Regions from separate parts of the Rattus norvegicus genome. Here region 2 is linked to region 1. A link is a contact called in public Hi-C data. All regions are on one chromosome and are shown on one strand. Each heading gives the region's core, a stretch centred on a gene start, on an enhancer-like site or on the middle of the called end of the contact. The rest is flanking DNA. Distances are from core to core; before and after follow the strand shown. Region 1 holds the start of Tlk1 (tousled-like kinase 1). Region 2 holds the start of Mettl8 (methyltransferase 8, tRNA N3-cytidine).

Region 1 (6,669 bases), core at 3,492-5,991:
CAGAATAATAATAAAACCAACAGTAGTATCATATTACTGACTTGAGACCATCTGAAACATTCAGAGTATATGAGTACAGTTTAACTATAATTAGGGATTCTTAAAGAAAAGATGCCAGAATGTTTATATTTTTAAAGTAGATGGAACCATATCATGTTAAATCCAAGAGCACCCAATCTAAGAGTCTAAATTCCCCCACGAAAATGTCTCTGTAGTCTGCACTGCATTCTTCAGAGTTAAATGCTTCTTCCCACTGTTGGACAAGCTCGGCGGTTTAGCAGCTACATAGTTCTTCCGTTCTTGTTCAAAATTTGCACTAGCTTTTTTCACCTTGCTGAACTAGCTCTGCTCTTTCTAGACTAGGAGAATGAATCTACTTTCCATTAATGTTTCTGAAATATATGTCTCCCATGTGTCTTCCATTCTTCAGCTTTCACTAGGCTGAATATATGGCCCAGTGACTTTCTAGGGAGTAGTTTTAGAGTATAAAGTAGTCCACATTGCCAGTAACCTTTTAAAAAATTCTGCCACTTGTAGTTTTTGGTGTCTTATCAGGGAACAGTCATTCTGAAAAGGCTAAGTACTTCATACATCTCAATCACAACGTATCACAACAGATACAAAGCAGGAGCAAATTCCAGCTGTTCTTCCAGTAAGCCAAAAAGAAATCATATGTAAAACTATAAAATACCACTAACTATGCTATTTTTTTTCAATTTTTCAATTTTAGAATGTAATTTTTTTTACAAAATTTCACTTAACATGTAACTAGCTTATTATATTTAAAATTAATTAAAACTTTTGAAATTCTCAGTTTTAATACGGCAAGCATTAATAAATAACTCACATAAAAATGATCTTTTGGAGATCCTTAGTAATGTTAAATAAAGGAATGCTAAGACCAAAAAGTTTATAAAAGCATAGCATCTCTCAGATTTCCAGACCTCTAGGCTAGGTTTTCTTTTCTCTTGCTCTAATGTATACTGATTCTTAAGTTAGACCCTAAAAGATACACACCCTGTCCTCCTCTAGCTAGTGATTTCAAGGAATTGCAAGCCCACATCTTATTAACATCTCCCTAGAAGAATAACACTTATTTTTCTAAGGACCACAGTCTTCAAACACAGAAATTTGTCTGAAACCAGCAACTTAGCTGCTCTGTGATACTGTCCATCACTAATACTTTCATTATTCACAAAAAAGTAGTTATAACTAGCAAGACTGAGGAGAAAAGAATATTTTGAACAATCATTTGATTTTTAGCAATAATGAATTCAAAAAGTAACCATATGTTAACATGCAAAAAACAAAGTATAAAACTGAAGTCTGTTTATTTAGCCATCTAGGTTACTAGATTTTAACAGATCTTTCCTTGAAATTGCCCCTCCACCCACTTTTCTTTTGTTGTAGTCCTTTGAGACAGGATCTCTCTGTGTAGCCCTGGCTGTCCTGGAACTCACTATGTAGACTAACAGCTCAGCCTCACCGCCAGAGTGCTGGGATTAAGGCTGGGATTAAGGCCCAACTGAAATCTTAAACTGCCTAACTCTCCACCTCTTAATAACAGTATTATAGGCGACAAAATGGGTTGGAGATTACAGGTTCAAAAGATCCAGCAGAAACCCTGCTGAGCACGTATGAGCAATCCTCCAAATTAATAAACAAAACAAGAAAAAATCTGGACTCAGAGCAAAGAAAACAATCTATCTACATGCCTCTTAAAAATACTGAAGGTTATCTCACACCTTTAATCTTCAAGATAACTTTTACAGACATGTATGGCGTATCTTTAACCTCTTTCAATGTTTAATTCACTTAAAAGAAGTTCACGGAGGGCTCAAGACGTGGCTGTGCACATCCTTGCTGCTCTTACAGAGCACTCACACCGCAACTTACAACCCTCTCTAAGACCTGTTCCAGGGGATCCAAAACCCTCTTCTGAGCTCCTGGGCACGAGGCATGCATATGGGCTATATGCATAAATGCAGACAAAACACTCATATACATGAAATTTAAATTTTAAAGATAACTAACTGACAAAAGAGTTCATAAACATACATGTACCTAAACATCTTTGGAACTAAACATTTTTCTGTGATTGCAAGTTAATTTGGTTCAGGTTTTCAAGAAACAAAGCTTAGACTCTTCTTGACACAGTCACTCAATGCTGCCAATCAATTTCCATCAGCATTTCTTAGTCCTCACTAGTCCTCCCTTGAAGTCAGAAAGTTCCTAAACTTAAGTTTATGCAGCATATTAACACATATAGCTGCAAAAGATACTAAACTCCTGTAACAAAAGCTGGGACTCCACTCAATGATAAACATCTTCATCTTGATCCTTGGGGACTTCCAATAGATAATTCCTGTAGACAATGGTAAAATTTAAGAACATGGTGCCAAGCCTCAAAATGAATGGGGGTTGGGAGTTGGTTAAGAGTTTTAATTTGCATGGTTAGTAAAAAAGAAATGACCTTGTAATTATGAGGGCTGGGGTGTAGCCTTGTAGTACAGCACGCTGGCCCACTTTAAGGTTCTACAGGAAAGCAGAAAAGGAAGGAAAATTTGGTGTCAAGTGTAACTTTCACAAGAGCATATCCCATGGTTTCAAGTACTAACTAGGACTCACTATTTTAGGCTAACAACAAAAAACAAAACCCAATTTAAAAAAAAAAAAAAAACTGCTGAGGGAGGGGAGCAGGATTTCTGGTTATTTGGAAGTTTGAATTAAATTATTCAAACCACTCAGAATTTTTCCTCATCAGGGAGGGTGCAGAACAGCACACCTAGGATGGTAAAATTAGCTACGGGCTGACCTTCCTTAGAAACTCCATCTGAATTTGGTGGCTGCCAAATTCTCAGGACTGATAACAGAAGTCAACTGTTAAACCAACAACATGCACTCAGCAGATTATCACATACGGGTCCTGGCTCATAGTAATGGCTCAATAAACACTTGAGAAATCAATGAGGAATTATTTTTTTCAAAGGTATAGGACTCTAGAAACCAAGATAGTGTTTCGAAACTCACACTATCATTAGGCATCTTAATGAAACTACAAAGTGGAAACAGCTACAAGCACCAACTGCCCTATTTACAAAACGCACTTTAAACAATTTCCTTACAAATTTTCAAGTTTATACATGTACACAAACATAAATTTTCAAGCACAGAAGGAAAACTCGGATTAATTTAAGTCACTCAATAAATAAGCTCTTATCTTCCATTAATGAAAAATCAGTGTCAGGGTGAGATGAAAGGGGAAAATGTCTGTCAATGTATTCGGCATGTTTAATGGATGCCATAAATCAAATCTTCCCATGAATTTTCTAGAGCATATTCACGTCAATCTTTGAGCCTATTGTCACTTTCACACATGCTCACGGGAACAAAATGACAAAGAATGCTATGTCTCAACCACTGGATCCGGGCAAGAAATATTTGATTAGCAATTATCAAGGTTATGGATAATAAGTATAGACATATTTTCAAATTACAATAATCCTAATGACTCATAAATATAAGGTCTAAATTTCTTTACGAGATTTACTAGACTGCTGGACTTCCAAACGTTTTCTTCTCCTCTTTTTAAAGGTGCTGATAATCTCCTTGTGCGAGACAACCGGGAGCGAACAACCCATTTACCGATTGCTAACGAATTAAGCTACGCATTTTCCAGACAAAAGCGAGTTAGAAAAGATCCGATGCAAATTTATTCTTTCCTGGTAAACGAGTATTCTCCCACATTCCATTTTATGGAGTATACTTAAAGTTAAATGCAGCAAGTTCATTTTTTAGTCAAAAGCACTAGGTGCCTTACTGGCTGTGTGACTGCTACATCTGGTGGCAGAACACTTGCATGCAAGGAGCCAGAAAACTTAGAAAACAATTGTAACCGATCTCGGTGCGTGTTTTGCAGGAACCTTCAAGCAAGAATTTCCATAAAACCCCACCACCCCTGGCAGAGAGGAACACGAGCCTACTTGCACCCACGAGCATAACGTACAAACACGCAGGAGTCGATGGCGAAGGAAGGAAAGTTGCAACCATCTGGAGGGGTGGCACGAGCTGCCTTGCCCACGAGTCGGTCTGCCGTTGGGATCGCTCTAGGGGCCGCGCTGGGGATCCGAATCGGACCCGAGGCAGCCCGGAGCACGCTGGCGGCGGGCGAGGGGCATCCTACCGGTCCCGGCGGTCGGGCTTGCGGCGCGGGGACCGCCTCTATGGGAGGAGTGCGGACTAGGGGAGGGGGCTCGCGCGCCAAGGCTGCACCGCGAGGGCAATCCCATCCGAGCCCCAAGGCCGGGAGGCTCAGGGAGCAAGGGCAGGCCTCCCGCCCGCGAACCGCCATCCCCCACCCCAGCCCGGGGTCCGCGCGGGCCGAGGGAGCCCGCGGGAGGGCGCGGTGGCGCTTACCTTCCCTGGGCCTCCCGGATGGCGGCGTGTGATTCAGCAGGGACCTGGCCGCTGCCGCCGAGCCTGGGGTTGGAGACGTGGAGAGCCGGGACCAAGATGGCGGCCCCTCCAAACTTCCACTGCTACTTTGGACACTCATCAAGCTACTTTCTGGGAGCCCGACTCCCCCCCTGCGACGGCGGCGGCACCGGCACCCGCCTCCGTCATGGCGGGGGCCGCGCTGAGGGCGAGCGCGGGCGCGAGGGCTGGGAGGGGAGCGCCGCGCCGCCGAGGGAGCGCGCCGGGCGGAGGGCAGGCGGGGAGGGCAGCGCTGAGGGGAGGCAAGTGGCCGGGGCCGCGGGGCCGGGGCCGGAGCGCGGGCGGAGCGCGGACCGCGCCGACCGAGGCCACTTCCGCGGGCGGAACCTGCCGGCACCTCTGCAGTGCGTCGGGCCCCGGCGTCGCCCGGGCGGCGGCGGGCGGTGGGTAGCGGCTGAGGCGGCGGGGTAACCTCTGCATCAGTTACGGGCGGCGGCGGCGGCGGCGTCACGCGCCGCCAATGCAAACACTATCGCGAGGCTCCTGCGCCTCCGGTAGCGGCGGCGGCGGCGGCGGCGGCCGCGGGGCCGGCAGGGGGGAGGGGGAGGGCCCTGCCCGGGCGGGGCGAGGGCGGGGAGGGCGCGAGCGCGCAGGGAGGCGCGGGGAGACGAGTCGCGTGCGCGGGGCCGGCCGGAGGGAGGCGCGCCCCCGCTGCCACCTGCCTCCCCCTCGCCGCGGCGCGCCTGCTCCGAAGCGCGCCCCACACCCAGCCTGCCCGAGACGCCTCTGCTCTCGCCCGGCTCCGGAGTCTCAAAATGGAACTGAAAAGTTGAGAGTTGCCTCTTGCCCCTCAGAAGGAAAAAGGAAAAAAAAAAAAAAAAAAAAACCAAAAAAACAAAAAAACAAAAAAACCAACAACAGTGTGCACTTACAGGTCTGCAGAACAGGAGTCGTCACGGAATTTAGAAAAGAAAAAAAAAAAAAAACCCTAAGAAAATAAAACTTTCCTTAAAAACAATCTATCAAAGGAATTGAGAAATCCTACCGGTGGGGTAGCCCATGTGTATAGTAGAGCTGTTCTTTGTTTTCACAGAAGTGGAAAATCTAAATAGAAAATATTGACTACTGAATTCACATTTCAAAAAAAACTATAGTGTTCATCTTGAAGGTATGGTTTCTAGAAATTTCCAGTTTCTGGTGCCGCTGTTGAGTATTGACGTCGAATTTCCCAAACAAATTACAGTATTTGTTAAAATTTATAGATAGAGCGTAGCTTTCTGCACGCCCACGTACACACACCAGCGATTGGCCATCTTGTTCATAAAAGAACAGTCTAGTAGTCCAGGAAAAATACGGCAAGGTTATTGCTCTCTTTAAACAACCAAATTGAATAGAACACTGAAAAGATTATGCTATAGAGCAACTGTGCCGGCATAAGGAAATGACATGATTACCAGGGGAACAAAAATGTCATTTCTATTTTTTATTTTTATGACTTTGCATTTCTCATAGTAATGTTTTCTTCAGATAAACTATCATTAGAGCCTTGGTTGTCAGCTATGCCAGAAGTCACTGGAGTGTCCCTGTGCTTCAGATTCTTCTGTTCTCAGTCACATTCTGCTTTTGAAACCTAAGAACTGTCACACATTGAACAACGAACGTTATTGACAATGAATGGGCTCACTGTAAAGTGCGTGGCTTTGGGTCCCACGCTAGGGTGTACACAGCTCTGAAGCCCCCTGTACAATCAGTAGCAAACATCTATTGCCCACCCAGCTCCCGTCCACCTACCCCTTTGAGGTTCCTCCATGCTCTACCTCCATCCCCCTCAGAACCACACTTCTGCTTTCCATGCTACAGAGTAATTTGGATTTTCCTGAATTTTAGATGAAGCGTCCAGTGTTTATTCTGGATATAAAATGGTTTCCCTGGACATAATTATTTTAATAGCCATATGGTTGCATTCTCTTGTATGAATATATCACACCTTGTCCCTTAAACTATTGATAGACATTTGCATTCCCCCCCTTTTGCTATATTAGTTCCATGAACACTCATGTGCAAGCCTTTAGATGATGGATATACATCGTCCATCTCATGGTTGTGTACCTATGTATGACTTCATATGATATATACGGATACTGTTTGCTTGCTCTTCTGTATGCTGGAGATCAAGCCTAGTGCTTCATAGGAGCTAGGCAAGCCCTCTACCCCCCCCCCTCTTTCTTTTAAGAG
Region 2 (6,429 bases), core at 3,082-5,581, 240 kb after region 1:
TTATACCCTGTGCCAAAACAGGTCCCAGCCCAGACAGAGGACAATAACTGTGGAACAATGGCCTCCAATGGCCTAGCCTGAGTGCTTAATATTTAGTTAAATCACTTTTTTAAAAAACAACAACAAAAAAGCAAATCATATAAACAGAAAGCATTTTCCTAACCTCCAAATCCACATTTTCTAATCTTTAAAATATCATGGATAAGATGTATTTTGCTAACGTTAAACAAAGAATGGGGGCGGAACAAAAAAGAACCAATATTCATTTTTTTGCTCCCCAAACTAGAGAATCTGTAAGTGTAAATTGTATCTGTTAACACTATTTTACCTTCTACATATTTAAAAAAAAATAAACTTACGACATATAAAAAGCTTACTTTTTTTTAAAGACAGAATCTAACTATTTTGCCTAAGCTGTCTGGAAGCTCACTCTGTTGACCAGGCTGGCCTCAAACTCTTAGAGGTCCATCTGCCTCTGCCTCCTGAGTGCTAGCACTAAAAGTGTGTAGTACCACGACCAGCTGGAAAATACCTGCTTTAAAGATAGAATTCAGAGGTGTTTGTATTTCTCCTTTCTACTGGAGCTTCCTACTAATTTAAAGAGTAAGAGGGGACTAAGTCTTCATTGATGCTAAAAGCACTTACCTGCTGATCATAGGCTCTACACATTAGTTTTGTAGGCCATTCATTCATTCATTCATTCATGCATTCATTCAATATGTACATGCTTTAAGTAGTGTTCTAAAGAGGCAGAACGATACCCCAGCTCATTTTTCTGCCTAGCTTATCTCAATGTAGTGCCACAAGCATATGCATAGTATCACGGGGACATAGTCAGGGCTGCTTAGCCAGTGGGGTCAGGGAAAGGGTCCAAGTAGGACTATGCCATCTGGGAAGGGTCCTGAGCATAATATCTGAAAGGAAGATTGCAGGGAGAGCTCTGAAGAAAATCTCAAACAGAAAGGCTTGAGCAAGCAGACAAACATTAGAACAGGAACAAACATGAAAGACAGTCAAGAGACACGCTGAGAATGTAGCAAGGAAAGGATAGCACCATGTCCTGTACAGGACACTAAGGGGCTCTGATCGGTCCTCTATGACCCCTTAGGGATCTGTGTGTGTAGTCCCCAGACCACCTTTTATCTGACTGCTGTTTTGGGTTTCAGGTCTCACATTTAAGATTACAGGTGCATTGCCCAACTAACTGCATGTGAGTAATTAACAAACCCTGGCTAGTCTTCTGTCAATCTGACACAAACTATTATCAACTGTGAGAAGAAAACCTCAATAGAGGAAAATAACTCTGTAATGACAATTCTTAACCTGTGGGTTGAAACCCCTTTTGGGCGTCAAACAACCCTTTCACAGGGGTCGCCTAAGAAGACCATCGGAAAACACAGAGATTTTACACTAAGATTCACAACAGTAGCAAAGTGACGGTTATGAAGTAGCAGTGAGAATAATTTCATTGTTGGGGGTCACCACAACACGAGGAATTGAATTATAGGGTCACAGCCTTAGGCTGTAGGCAGGCAGGCAGGCTGGTAGGTCTTTTTTCCTAATTACTGATTGATGGGGGAGGGACCAGCCCAGTGTATGTGGCCCTGGTGTTCTATAATAAAGCAGGATTAGCAATCCATGAGGAACAAGCCAGTAAGCAGCTCCCTTCCATGGCTTCTACATCAGCTCCTGTCAAGGTTTGAGTTCTTGCCTTGGTGTCAATGAACAAGTGATTCAGGGTATATAAGCTAAATAAACCCTTTCTGACCCAAGTTGCTTTTGGTCTTGGTGTTTCATTACAGCAATAGAAAAGTAACTAGGACACTTATTGCATGTAAATGATGCTGCCCAGTGAAGAGCAAGGAAAGTCAAGGCACCCGGAGCAAGGGAAAGTCTCATCATGGATTAAATGAAGACTGGGAACACTGAGTAATCTGCAACACTAGAAAAATATATATAGGTCTCAATGTAAGAGAAGTGAGCCAAGACTGAGAGGACAGATTTGCTTTCTGAACTTTTAAAGTCCAGCAAAACAGTATCAATGTTCACAAAGAATAAGTGTTCACTTGAATTTACTGGTCATATAGTTCCGCTTCATTTAATCTACAAATGCCTGATTATTATAAGAGCTGCATAGGACTTTACATATGGCTTTATATTTGCATATATTTAACATACTAAAAATACGTTAACAATGAAAGACTCTAGGTCAGATTCCGGTTTGAGATGTTCTGCAATAGGTTGCCACTAAGAATGATGTGACAGCTTTGCGCATTAGTGAAATCGCTCTCCAAAAACTGTGGCAGGTTGGGAGAGTCTCCAAGTGTAGGCAGAAAAGAACAATCAGAAGGCTAATTAATAACGTGCTAGAAATGGGAAGGCATGAGACTACTGAGATGAAAGGACTGGACAGAAATAGAATCAAAAGTACTTGGTTGTGGGAGAAGCAAAGACAATCTAATGACTCTCCTTGGGGACCTCAGTGGTAAGATAAATTCCACAGGAAGGGTATGTTCCAGAATGCTAGGTAAGGGGTTGGGGATTTAGCTCAGTGGTAGAGCACTTGCCTAGCAAGTGCAAGGCCCTGGGTTCGGTCCCCAGCTCCGAAAAAAGAAAAAAACAAAAACAAAAAACAGAATGCTAGGTAAGAAAGAATGGGGACTGCCTAAGCTGTGCACATTGTGCAGTCCCTTCTTGCTCCCCCACAGCACCACCCGGCTCACTGGCTGTCAAACATGATGAAAGAAACCACTTACTATGATGACTTAGGGACCAAGCTTGATGCCACTCAGGAAAACCTGAAAAACACTGAGAGGCAACTGGCCTTGAAGTACCACCCAGCTAAGAGTGTAAGTAAAGGAGAAGCATGTGAACAGACTTCTCAAGCTTTCAGAGTTCCAGGAGGATAAGCATTTAGATCTGGTAGAAACCTGAGGTGCTTTGATCCAAACCAAGAAAGAGGGCACAATTACAGTGGAGCAGCAGATGAGGGGGATGGCCACCGTGTCTGAGGGGTGGTCTGTGTCCAGCTGTTGAATAACTCACTGCTGGGACTTAACATGTGGAAGTGATGAATGAGCAGAGGGTACGATCACAACAGGCCCACTCCTTGCTATTGTTTTTGGTTTAATATTCAAGTATAGTGGCCTTTTAGAAGTCATGTGAAAAATAAGTCCAGAAACCAAAGCTCAGCCATGGTAGGAGAGCACAGAAAGACAAGAAAGAAATGATGAGTGCAATTCAGCAATGATTTGCATTTCGCTTCAGCCAAAGAAAATCCAGCTATATTTTTCTGGGTTCCAGCGTTTCCGTGACAGCTGCATTCATGAATGACCAAATTAACGATTGTAGAGCTTTCTAAAAATATGCAAAGCACTCACTCCACCCTATGCTATGAGCAGGTCATGAAATATTAGGGAAAAAAACTCCAACAAAACAACCAACCAACAAACAAACAAAAAAGCCAGATCCCGAAGGAAATGCATCAAGGGTAATAAGAGTTTTCCCTTTAAAGCAACGAAACTATACTAAACGGTTAAATTCTGACCCAGCAACTCATCTGGTCTTGTACTTCTCTGGCCATCAGAAAGCTGGTGTGATGACTGACTTGTTCTTTAAGCACTTAAGATCACAGAGAGGCATGCCAAGTCTATGTGGGAGCTGCAGACACCACACTAAAGGGGTTTTAAATGAGGTAACCGGTGGCATTTGGTATATGGTTACGGAAATTTTTAGTATGTTGGCAATCGTGAACACGCAGGCTGAGCTAGTTAACAGAGAATGTCATTTTTTACTTAAAGAAGTCAACCTGGATTATCTTAGGCAATCCAATAAGAATGCAAACATTTCATATTTTATTCCCTATAAGGGGGAAAAAAATGGAAGCAAGGAGGAAGAAAACAGCAATTACCACAAAACCAGTCAGCGTCCCCCGCTGGCCACACAAGGGCGGGCCTCTGGGAAAAAGAAATTCAATCCTACTTTGGTGGGAAAACCAGCGTCTTTCACCACTAATTACAACACACAAGCATAGTGTTTATACAACTAAATGTGTAAGTCAACCTCATCCACTACGTCCCATGTGAGGCTGATGAGGGAAAGCCACGGGGCATACCTTTGGAGGGTCCCACTGGACACAACGCCCCTCTGGACACGTGGCCAGAGCCTTGTAGAGTAAAGGTGGGGTTGGCAAGCGTCCCACCACCAGGGCAGAAAGGGACTGCTTCTTTGGTGCAGGACACACGGGAGAAGCTACACCACCAAGCGGCTGCACAGCGCCCCCAAGTCTCTCCAACTTAGCCGCGTACAGCCCGGAAGACTACCTTACCCACTGCGCAGCTCTACAGCGCAGCCTAATAAGGGCCCGGAGAGGCGGACTGGGGGCGGGGCGGGGCCCGAACCAGTCCTCGCTCTGCCTGACGGAAATTGTAGTTCTGAAAAAGCCAGGGGGCGGGGAAAAAGACCGTGGGAACTACATTTCCGGGAGAGGGAGTGGCTACGGCGGACTGCGTGTTGCAGCGGCAATCCCGTGAGCAGAAGGAAGGGCCCGGAAGGCGCCGTTGGTTCTGTTCCTTTGCTCCAAACCCTTGTGGTGCTACCTCTTGGTCTCTGTCCCGAGTGCCCAGTGCGGTGCTCCGGCGTCAGCCTTCCCTTGAGACTCGCAGGTGTGGCGGCTGCCACCCCTGGCGGAAGTGAGGGGCGCGCCCCTCCAGGGCCCTGCGGACCCCGAGCCTCCATGGGCCGGACCCGGAAGGCCAATGTGTGCCCCAGGCTGAGTCGCCGTGCTCTGGGCTTCTACACACGCGACGCGGGCGTGGTGCAGAGGACGAACCTGGGCATCCTGCGGGCGCTGGTGTGCCAGGTGACGCCCGCCGTAGTCGGGGTGCCCGGGGTCCAACCTCCTGCCGGGCAGCGGTTTTTTCGCGCTCTGATTCCCCTTTGAGGGTCATACATGGGGAGGGGCATCCGTATCCTGCAATTAGGGTGTTAGAAAATAGGTACTACTCATAGGTTCGCCGCCTGGCTCTAGTTTTAAAAAGCTTCTTTTGCCTTCTTGCAAACCATCTATTCAAAACATAGGTTACCAACACCTATGGGAGGGAGAAGAAAAAAACCAATGTACTTAAAAACTGTAGATTTAAACTACCCACCTAAAATGGTTCCATAGCAGGGGGCTGAGTTCTTTCCTAAACTGAAATTCTTTGTATCTTTCAGGAGAGTACTAAATTTAAGAATGTTTGGACAACTCATTCCAAGTCACCTATAGCCTATGAGAGAGGAAGAATATATTTTGACAATTACCGGTGCTGTGTCAGCAGGTAAATTCTTAGTGATGATTTTTTTTTTTTTGCCGTAATTCACCTGACCTGTAGTTTTTATAGAACCACGTGGCTTCTTTAGTGCTTAGTGAAATAGGAAGATGAAAAAAAAAAATGAGTCCATAATAAAACTAGGTGGACATGCATGTGATTTTAAAAACTCATTAAGTCTAAAGTTACCGGTTTCGTCTCTGTAAATACTTATTTCACACAAAATTATAGCACAGGGGAAATAATACGTTTCTCAGCACTATTTGCTGTTTTATACCGTATAAAGATCAGAGTCGAGAAAAGGGGTTGTGATATAATTAGATGCTGCTTAGGAGATGGGTATTTTGTTTTAGAAGTACTTATTTTTTTTTTCCAAGAGAAAAAAAAATCAGACCAAAGTATAGTATCTGCAGATAAATAGTTATTAAGTCAGCCTCCAGCCATTCAAGGTCAGGCCGAACAGAACGTCACAGTGAATTGATGCTTCCATGCCCGTTACCTAGATTAAGAAATTATGGAATTGCCTCCCTTTATCTTTCCCTTTGCATCTGTAGGAATTAAGGGCATTTTTCTGTATGTCAACCTTCAGGAGTATTCCTCAAGAGCCAACCACCTTGTTGGGATAGGTTCTCCTTTCACTGGACCGGGAAGTTAGGATGCCAGTAGATGGCCTGGCCAGCAAGCCCTGTGAATTTGCCTGTCCCCACCTCCACAGGTCTGGAATTACAAGTAGCAGGAATCATTAGGGGTAGGGACTCTAAACTCGGGTCCTCATTCTGGCAGGGCACCAGCTGAAGCTATCTCAGAAGTGATAAATAACATCTAAGTTCTTTTCTTGTTGGATCAGAAACTAGAAGTCAGAGACTGGTGATTTTTGAGGTTTGCCTTGACTCCAGTTGATATCTATTTTTTGTACTTTGGCAAATTGCCCAATCTACGACTTAGCCTTTAGTGCCAGTGAATCTACCCAAGTCCCTCCATTTGCCCTTGGCTATAACTTCAATGATTTACAGAGTGCACACATACTTGAGATTCTCTGTCTCTGTCTCTGCCTCTGTTGCAGATAAAGTCAATTTTATTGGAAAGAACTATAGGGGCTGTTTCGTGACCTGCTTCTTCA

What was found. Hi-C and Micro-C count contacts between places; a contact is called where the count stands out from the background.
Region 2: a Hi-C map of Schwann cells shows a contact between it and region 1, with 4 times the contacts expected there. The contact joins the promoter of Mettl8 here to the promoter of Tlk1 in region 1. A contact is called at or near these places in 7 of 12 Hi-C or Micro-C datasets (the A7r5 cell line, Schwann cells, frontal cortex and 4 more) and 1 of 1 datasets of contacts at active chromatin or transcription factors (oligodendrocytes).

Annotation. Positions count from the first base shown.
Region 1 is chr3:76,030,318-76,036,986 of GRCr8, forward strand. Tlk1 (tousled-like kinase 1) reads right to left here and starts at 4,742. Exons shown (of 20, transcript NM_001395018.1): 1 at 4,417-4,742. The coding sequence starts at 4,555.
Region 2 is chr3:76,267,032-76,273,460 of GRCr8, forward strand. It overlaps Mettl8 (methyltransferase 8, tRNA N3-cytidine), which reads right to left and starts at 4,332. Exons shown (of 10, transcript NM_001399513.1): 1 at 4,115-4,332. Dcaf17 (DDB1 and CUL4 associated factor 17) reads left to right here and starts at 4,523. Exons shown (of 14, transcript NM_001398928.1): 1 at 4,523-4,861; 2 at 5,215-5,318. The coding sequence starts at 4,736.